Regions from separate parts of the Rattus norvegicus genome. Here region 2 is linked to region 1. A link is a contact called in public Hi-C data. All regions are on one chromosome and are shown on one strand. Each heading gives the region's core, a stretch centred on a gene start, on an enhancer-like site or on the middle of the called end of the contact. The rest is flanking DNA. Distances are from core to core; before and after follow the strand shown.

The links. A called contact is a pair of places that touch in the nucleus more often than the background predicts.
Region 2: a contact with region 1 is called in a Hi-C map of liver, with 2.9 times the contacts expected there. The contact joins the promoter of Oxnad1 here to the enhancer-like site in region 1. A contact is called at or near these places in 9 of 12 Hi-C or Micro-C datasets (the A7r5 cell line, the Rat2 cell line, Schwann cells and 4 more).

Annotation. Positions count from the first base shown.
Region 1 is chr16:7,155,820-7,159,410 of GRCr8, reverse strand. No RefSeq gene overlaps it. Among named protein-coding and RNA genes, the nearest start is that of Galnt15, 76 kb to the left of the region's middle. Within about 2 kb of position 2,025, at least 3 of the 93 cell types and tissues checked have an H3K27ac peak or open chromatin away from gene starts, as enhancers often do. A contact at or near this core is called in liver, where this site is marked.
Region 2 is chr16:7,298,320-7,301,883 of GRCr8, reverse strand. It overlaps Oxnad1 (oxidoreductase NAD-binding domain containing 1), which reads right to left and starts at 2,129. Exons shown (of 8, transcript NM_001107295.1): 1 at 1,931-2,129. The coding sequence starts at 1,994. Dph3 (diphthamide biosynthesis 3) reads left to right here and starts at 1,888. Exons shown (of 3, transcript NM_001134850.1): 1 at 1,888-2,087; 2 at 2,495-2,569. The coding sequence starts at 1,980.

The sequences.
Region 1 (3,591 bases), core at 776-3,275:
TTACTGGTTAGGCGTGGTTTCCACTCACGCCTAAGCAGAGGTATATTTCCTTCTTGTAGCTCTTCCTTCCCTCAACGATCCAGTGCCTGACACCCCCCCCCCCCCCCGCTGCTGTAACCTAGCGAAATGGTCTCACATCTTGTTGAACGAAAGCCAAGGAATAAGAATGGAGAAAGATTTTTTTTTCCCTCAGTGGATAAGGGTGACACAGGAGTTGCTTCCTTTCCTGAAGGGAGGGTGCACAGAGCCATGTATAAAAGCTCACTAGGTGGGCACACCCCTGAACATCCCCAGTTCAAGAAGAAAAGATGGTAGACATGTTTTTAAAGACAGGTTCAGCTCCACGTCAAGGAGGAGGATCTGGGCACGCTCAGTTTGCTTCACAGGGAACAAGAACATTTTTAGACGCGTTCATCTTTTTGAGCCTTGTGTGACCACTAGACTTCCCTTCCAGCACTAAAATAATCTTATAATCCACCACCCACAGTTCTTCTAGATGGATAGAATTAACTAGACTCTGTGCTTCTGTTGCCCTCTGGTGGCCATTGCACAAATAACACATCACAGAGTCCTAGGGCAAAGTCAGAATGCTGCTCTCTGTGCCAGGATGTGAGGCAGACTGGGATGGCTGGCCAGCCTGGGTCACATAATGACACGCGTGTCAAATTAAAAACAGAATTATTTTTAAAATAAAGCCATAAGATAGAGCAGGACCCTCAAGGGTCGTAGATAATTAAATGGTAGATGATTACAAAAGCAAGGGACCAATGTCTTACAGGTGTATGCAGAAAATACACACAGCCCAGTGTCTGACTGTTCTCATCAGGAGAAAGGCCCCAAACTGAGCTCTGAAGGGCAGGTTGGACTAGGGGTGGGTGGCAGAGGTTAGGAACTCAGGGCCTGTCAGCATGCACAGTCATTGCAGTGGACTCGAGGTGGGAGGAGGAGGGAGGAAGCTAAGATCCAAATGTGCTTGGATCTGATAACAAAAAGATTTTGTGTCACAGCTGCATTTCAGATTGTCCCTAAGCTAATATTACCACTTTTTTTTTTTTTTGGTTCTTTTTTTCGGAGCTGGGGACCGAACCCAGGGCCTTGCGCTTCCTAGGTAAGCACTCTACCACTGAGCTAAATCCCCAGCCATATTACCACTTTTTAAAGCATGTTCTCATCAACAAAAATATCTAGGGGTCTATCCTTAATGTTTACTTATACTTTTTTTTATATATTTTGTGTGCCTGTGGTATGTATGTGTATCTTTGTGTGTGTGTGTGTGTGTTTGCGCACACGCGCGCACATGCTTGCGCACACATGTATGTGGATATGTACAGTGTGTGTGCATGTGTGTGTAGTGTGTGTTTGTGTAGTGTGTGTTTGTATATGTATGTGTGTAGATTGTGTAGTGTGTGAGTGTGTTTGTGTGTGTGAGTGAGTGTTTGAATATGTGTGTGTGAGTGTGTGTGTGTTTGTACATGTGTGTGTGAGTGTATGTGGATATATGTGTAGTGTGTGAGTGTGTGTAGTGTGTGTGAGTGTGTGTGTATGTGTGTGTGTAGTGTGTGTGTGTGAGTGTATGTGGATATATGTATAGTGTGTGTGAGTGTGTGTGTATGTGTGTGTAGTGTGTGTGTGAGTGTATGTGGATATATGTATAGTGTGTGTGAGTGTGTGTGTATGTGTGTGTAGTGTGTGTGTGTGAGTGTATGTGGATATATGTATAGTGTGTGTGAGTGTGTGTGTATGTTTGTATGTGTGTGTAGTGTGTGTGAGTGTGTGTGAGTGTGTGTGTATGTGTAGTGTGTGTGTGAGTGTATGTGGATATATGTATAGTGTGTGTGAGTGTGTGTGTATGTTTGTATGTGTGTGTGGTGTGTGTGTGTGTGAGTGTGTGTGTGTGTGTGCGTGTGTGTGTGTGTAGCTCAGAAGATAGTTTCATGAGTAGTTCTCTCTCCACACCCCACAGGCTGGACATCAGGCACCTTTATCAGCTGACCCTGAGTGCGAACTTCCAGCAGCTGGACCTCTGGAGGACACGCTTACACCAGACCCTTCCTGGCAACACTTATCGTCTCAGCCCTTGGGAAAGGACTACAAGTTCCGGACTTGTGTTACTCACCCACAAGCGGCCGCCTTACTTGGGAGTCAGCTAACAGCCCCCATGGTTCCTGATGCCTACTGGCTGGTTCTGTAAAACAGTTCGAAGGCCTTATCTTTTCATACTGGAAACAAGTTGGTTTATTTTAGATTCTTGTAAGGTGTCCTACTTTGGTTTGCAAGTTTTGATAAAACACTGAGCAAAACCAACTCAGGGAGAAAGGGGGTTTATTTGGCTCATAGATTACAGCCCATTAAGGACCTCGAAGCAGAGACCGTGAAGGGATAAACGTTGGCTTGCCCTAGTTGGTGATTGGCTAGCTTTATCATGGAGCCAGGCCCACCCAGCGATGGTACCATGGGCCACGCCCTCCTACACCAATTAGCAATTAAGAAAACGCATCATGGGCCAATCCGATGGCAGTCATCCCTCATCCTCTCCCCAAAGTGTGAGTTTATTTAAAGGCTCTCAGTCTTTTCACTCTGTTGCAATGTAGCCTTTCTTTGAAAGGACAAGCCTTTGTCTTTTAGGTGCATTTTACTGACCTCACTCTTATCAGGAAAAAGGTCAACAAACTTGAAATACTGTCTGTTTATAAAGGGAAAGTTCAAACCCTTGTGTTTACCACAAGAAAATCCTTTCACCTCTGTTAACAATGATTGCGAGACACCATGTACTCTTCTTTTTTATTTTTCTTCCAAGATTGAGCGTGGGGTCCTGAACATGCACCACTGAGCCACACCGCCAGCTCACTTCTTTTCATTTTGAGTCAGGGTCTGGGAAACTGCTTTGGCTGGCCTTGAACTCTCTTGAGTAGGGGTTGCAAGCCCACACCTTACAGCTGGTTTACTTCTCCTACTTGTTTATAGGAAACTGCTGTATGATTTCCTTTTTCTTCCTCTTTTGTGGAAACACACACACGCACACACACACACACTCAGGAAATAAGAGAGATGGAGAAAGAGACATGAGGCCTACTCACATGCTCCTAAGCCAGCAGCTTGATGCTCAATGCTTAGCAACCAGCTCTCTAAACAGGACAGAACCTGAGACTGGAGAGATGGTTCAGTGGTTAGGAGCATTGCAAAGGTCATGGGTTCAATTCCCAGCATCTTCAGGACAGCTCATAACCACTTGTAACTCCAGTTACATGGGATCTGATGCCTTCTTCTGGCCCAGTTGGGCACCAAGCAGACATGTGGTGTGCACACACACATGTGCACACAAACATACAAGTCAATTTTAAAGAGAAAAACAAAACAAAGAAACAAGCAAGCAGATCTTACCTGCAGGGGCCCCTACCAGAGCTGGTGTTTGGATCTTGAATGTCCCACAAAGGCCCATGCGTTACCAGCTTGGTTCTGCAGCTGGGCCCATTGGGAGATGTTAGACACTTAAATGGTGGGGCCCAGTGAGAGGCGTTTAGGTCCCTGGAGACAGGCCCTCACTGGGGACTGTGGGACCCTGATCTCATCCTCTTTCTCTGCTTTGCCAGC
Region 2 (3,564 bases), core at 880-3,379, 140 kb before region 1:
CATGTGCATGCCTGGTACCCTCAGAGGCCAGAAAAGGGTGGCCTGGAACTGGAGTTAGACGCATAACTAACCTCAGTGTACGTGCTGAGAATTTAACGTGGGTCTTCGAGAAGAGCAGCCAGTGTTATTAACTGATGACCCAGCTCTTCAGCCCTTTGTGTGTTTGCTTTTTAAATAAAAGACCTAACAACTTATACACACTATGAGCCTCACGTGGCGATAGCCTCTTCCCGAACGTGGAGCTCACCCACTCGCTGGCCACTGTGCTCCAGGGATCCACCCGTCTCTGTGCCTCTGTCCCTGCTTGCATCAGTGCAGGGTTACAGATCGATATACTTGCCAAGCCATTCCCTACCAACAGCTGCATCCATTTCTGCACATTCAAGAATGGCTCAGAAGAACTAAAGATCATCTGAACAGAAAATAGACACTAGAAAATCAGTTTCCTTCCTGTGTCCCAGAGGCTACCTGTGAAGTATTTATATTTACAAGACTTCCACCGGATTTCTCTTCTACTCAGACAGGCTACAAATATCTAATTGCTGTGTAGATCTCCAATTATGTTAAAAAAAAAAAAAAAAAGGAAGTGAGATCTTTGAGACAACCTTCCATACACTTGTTTAAGTTCTGGATTTTTCCTCCCAAAGGCTTTTCTGCCTTTAGGTTTTCACACTTCAAAAAGGCTTCAAAGTATAGTGTCCTTTCAACATGCACAAAGTTGGTAACATGCAAACAACTGTACATACTTAAATACAGCATCCATTAGAAATGTAAACTACATAAGCTAAAGGTGATTGCTGAACTGTTAATTCTTGTGCAAATGTTGGATTCCAAAGGATCTATTCTCAGAAGAGGAAGTAAGAACCAAAAAAACCGTAATTTTCTAGCCTTTCACGTCAGACTCTGATCCAGTTACACTGCACTCCTCCAGTGAGATGAGTACTTGCTTAGTAATAATTACAACAATGCTCTAAAGTCCCTGGCCATAACCCAAACAAGCCCTCGCAGCTTTCAGAACAAAGCGCTTCTCATCTGCATTTCGATTCTAGCTTCTAAGAAGAGGCTGCACGCTGACTACACTACCAGGGACACCATTCCTTTTACCAAGAACTAAAGTTCACATAAAGAACTTGGCTTTAGAGACAGCCAAGTCCTTCGTTATGGCCTAGGTATGTAATCTGGGGCAAGATGCCAGTCTCTGAATCTATGTTAAGAATGGATAAAATGGATTTTTGAACCCCAGGATCAACAGACTTACATTTAACGCATAGGCGACCCACAAAAAAAAACCCCAATAATTAAAAGTGATGTTTCTATGGCTACTGCACCCGCCACTGCAGTGAATATTGAAAATACGGCTAGAACTCGTCCCTGTCTTGCAGATCTTGGTCCTCTACAACACAATCGGGGTATCAGAAGGTGGCTGGGGTGAGAGAGGTAGCGGTGTACCTGCAGGCAGGAACTCATAACAGGCCAGGCGTCACTCAGAGCTCAAGGTCGCCTGAAACGCTACTGCAGGAGCGCTGTGTGTCGAGGAGGACTGGAGAGGACGCTGTGTGGCTCCCTGAGTCTCACTGACCCCCTCTTAAGAGGGAGTAGCCTCTATCAACTCTTTAAATGTTCTCTGAAGTCAGCGATGGAGGACACGACACCACCAGCATAAAACACTCGTTTATATCCCAAGCCCAAACTCCCCGGGCCCAGAAGTGACGTAGCCCCCATGTGCGGGAGCCCTTCACCCTATTGGTCGTTGGCAGCCGTGGACGTAGAACTGCGCAACCCTGCTGCGCAGGAAGCGCCATCTTTCCAGCGCTATCTCCATGGTGACCGCGACCAGGTCACCCATTTGGCCGCGGCGGTGGAAGTTACGTCATCGCCTGTGCGTCCGGAAGTGACTGTTCCTGCTCCAGGGAGGGCCGCCCGGGCCTACCCTGCCTGGGCGCAGCTAGGCAAACTGATGCGGTCCGGACCGGGTGACCATGGCGGTGTTTCATGACGAGGTGGAGATCGAGGACTTTCAATATGACGAGGACACAGAGACGTATTTCTACCCCTGCCCCTGTGGGGATAACTTCTCCATCACCAAGGTACTCTAAAGGGCTGGCCGGCGACTCCTAGAGCTTGCGCATTTTCGCTTCCGGCGTCCCTGGGAAGGCTCAGTCATCCACGTGTTCTTCTGAACCTCCGCCCCTAAAGTAGTAACCTGAGCTGTCAAGGATACAGGGTCTGGTTACTGGCGCTGTTCTCCCTAGCCCCACCTTTAGAATCTTTTTTTCCTGGGAGGTTTTTTTAAAGAAGAGAACTCGATTTTGTACCCCAGGGTTTTGGAGGCGATCGAACCAACCTAATCTCCCTTGTTGTTTCCCTAGATGAGACTTGGGGGAAAGTTTTTTGTGCTGTTACCTAACCAAAGACTTGTACATAGACGTAGGAGAGGTTTGTGGGAAGTTGACGAAAGGCGATGCTGACTACATGTTGTTTGATTGCGTTGTAGGAAGATTTGGAAAATGGAGAAGATGTGGCAACGTGTCCTAGCTGCTCACTCATTATAAAAGTGATTTATGACAAAGTAAGGGGTCTATTAAAAGGGATGGGTGGTGTGAGCTAATGACAAAGGCCTAAAGCAGCCTGTCTGATATAAAAGTGTGGAAGAGTGTTGGGTGTTTGTTTGTTTGTTTGTTGAGACAGGGACTTTATGTAGCCCTGGCTGTACTGGGACTCACTATGTGGACCAGGCTGGCCTTGAGTTCACAGAGATTTGCCTGCTTTGCATCACAAAAGCTGGGATTATAGGTATACACCACCACACCCAGCCTAGAAGAGTGTTTCTTAACCCTGTGCTAAACGAAGGGCTATTTTTACAAAGCCTTTAAAAATTGCCAGTAACTGTTTGCTAATCTTGTTCAAGTTTAAATTATGTAACTTATGATCACTTTGGAAGGAGCAATAAAGAAATTGCTTTGTAATGAAATTGGCGACTTAATCAGGAATAAAAAATTATCATGAAGGTTATTTCATTGATGTTCTTCCTTTTGAGATTTCTCGTGCATTTAATATTTAGTTTAGTTTGTTCAGAGCTCTAGGACATTTTTAGAAGATTGCATGATATTGATTGCCTGGCTTATGTATAGAATCTACCCAGTTTGAGATATAATTCCTGGATGCAGTGTTACAGTTTCATGTTCCTTTGTATCCAGTAAGAATGGCAATAGGAAAGGGGTAAATGCCTTTATTTCCCACCCAAAGTTTAGGTAGAGCTTTGGAGTCTGAAGGGTAAATTCTAAAATGAGTGTTGGACAAAACACAGAACTTTGTGGGAGAAGCTGTTATTAATTTAGACAATAAAATGTAATGATTCATTTTTATATTAAAATGGTTTATGGGACAAAGACCAACAGGGACAGGCTAGGGGCTGACTCTGTGGGGGATCACTCTGTAGGAGATGTGCAGTGACTGGGAAAGTTCTTGTGGTCGCTGGAATAAGCCAGGATGAAAGATCAGAGCCTGGACTTCATTTACAAATAATTACTATTGGAGGTCTGTGTTGGGAAACACAGAGACATT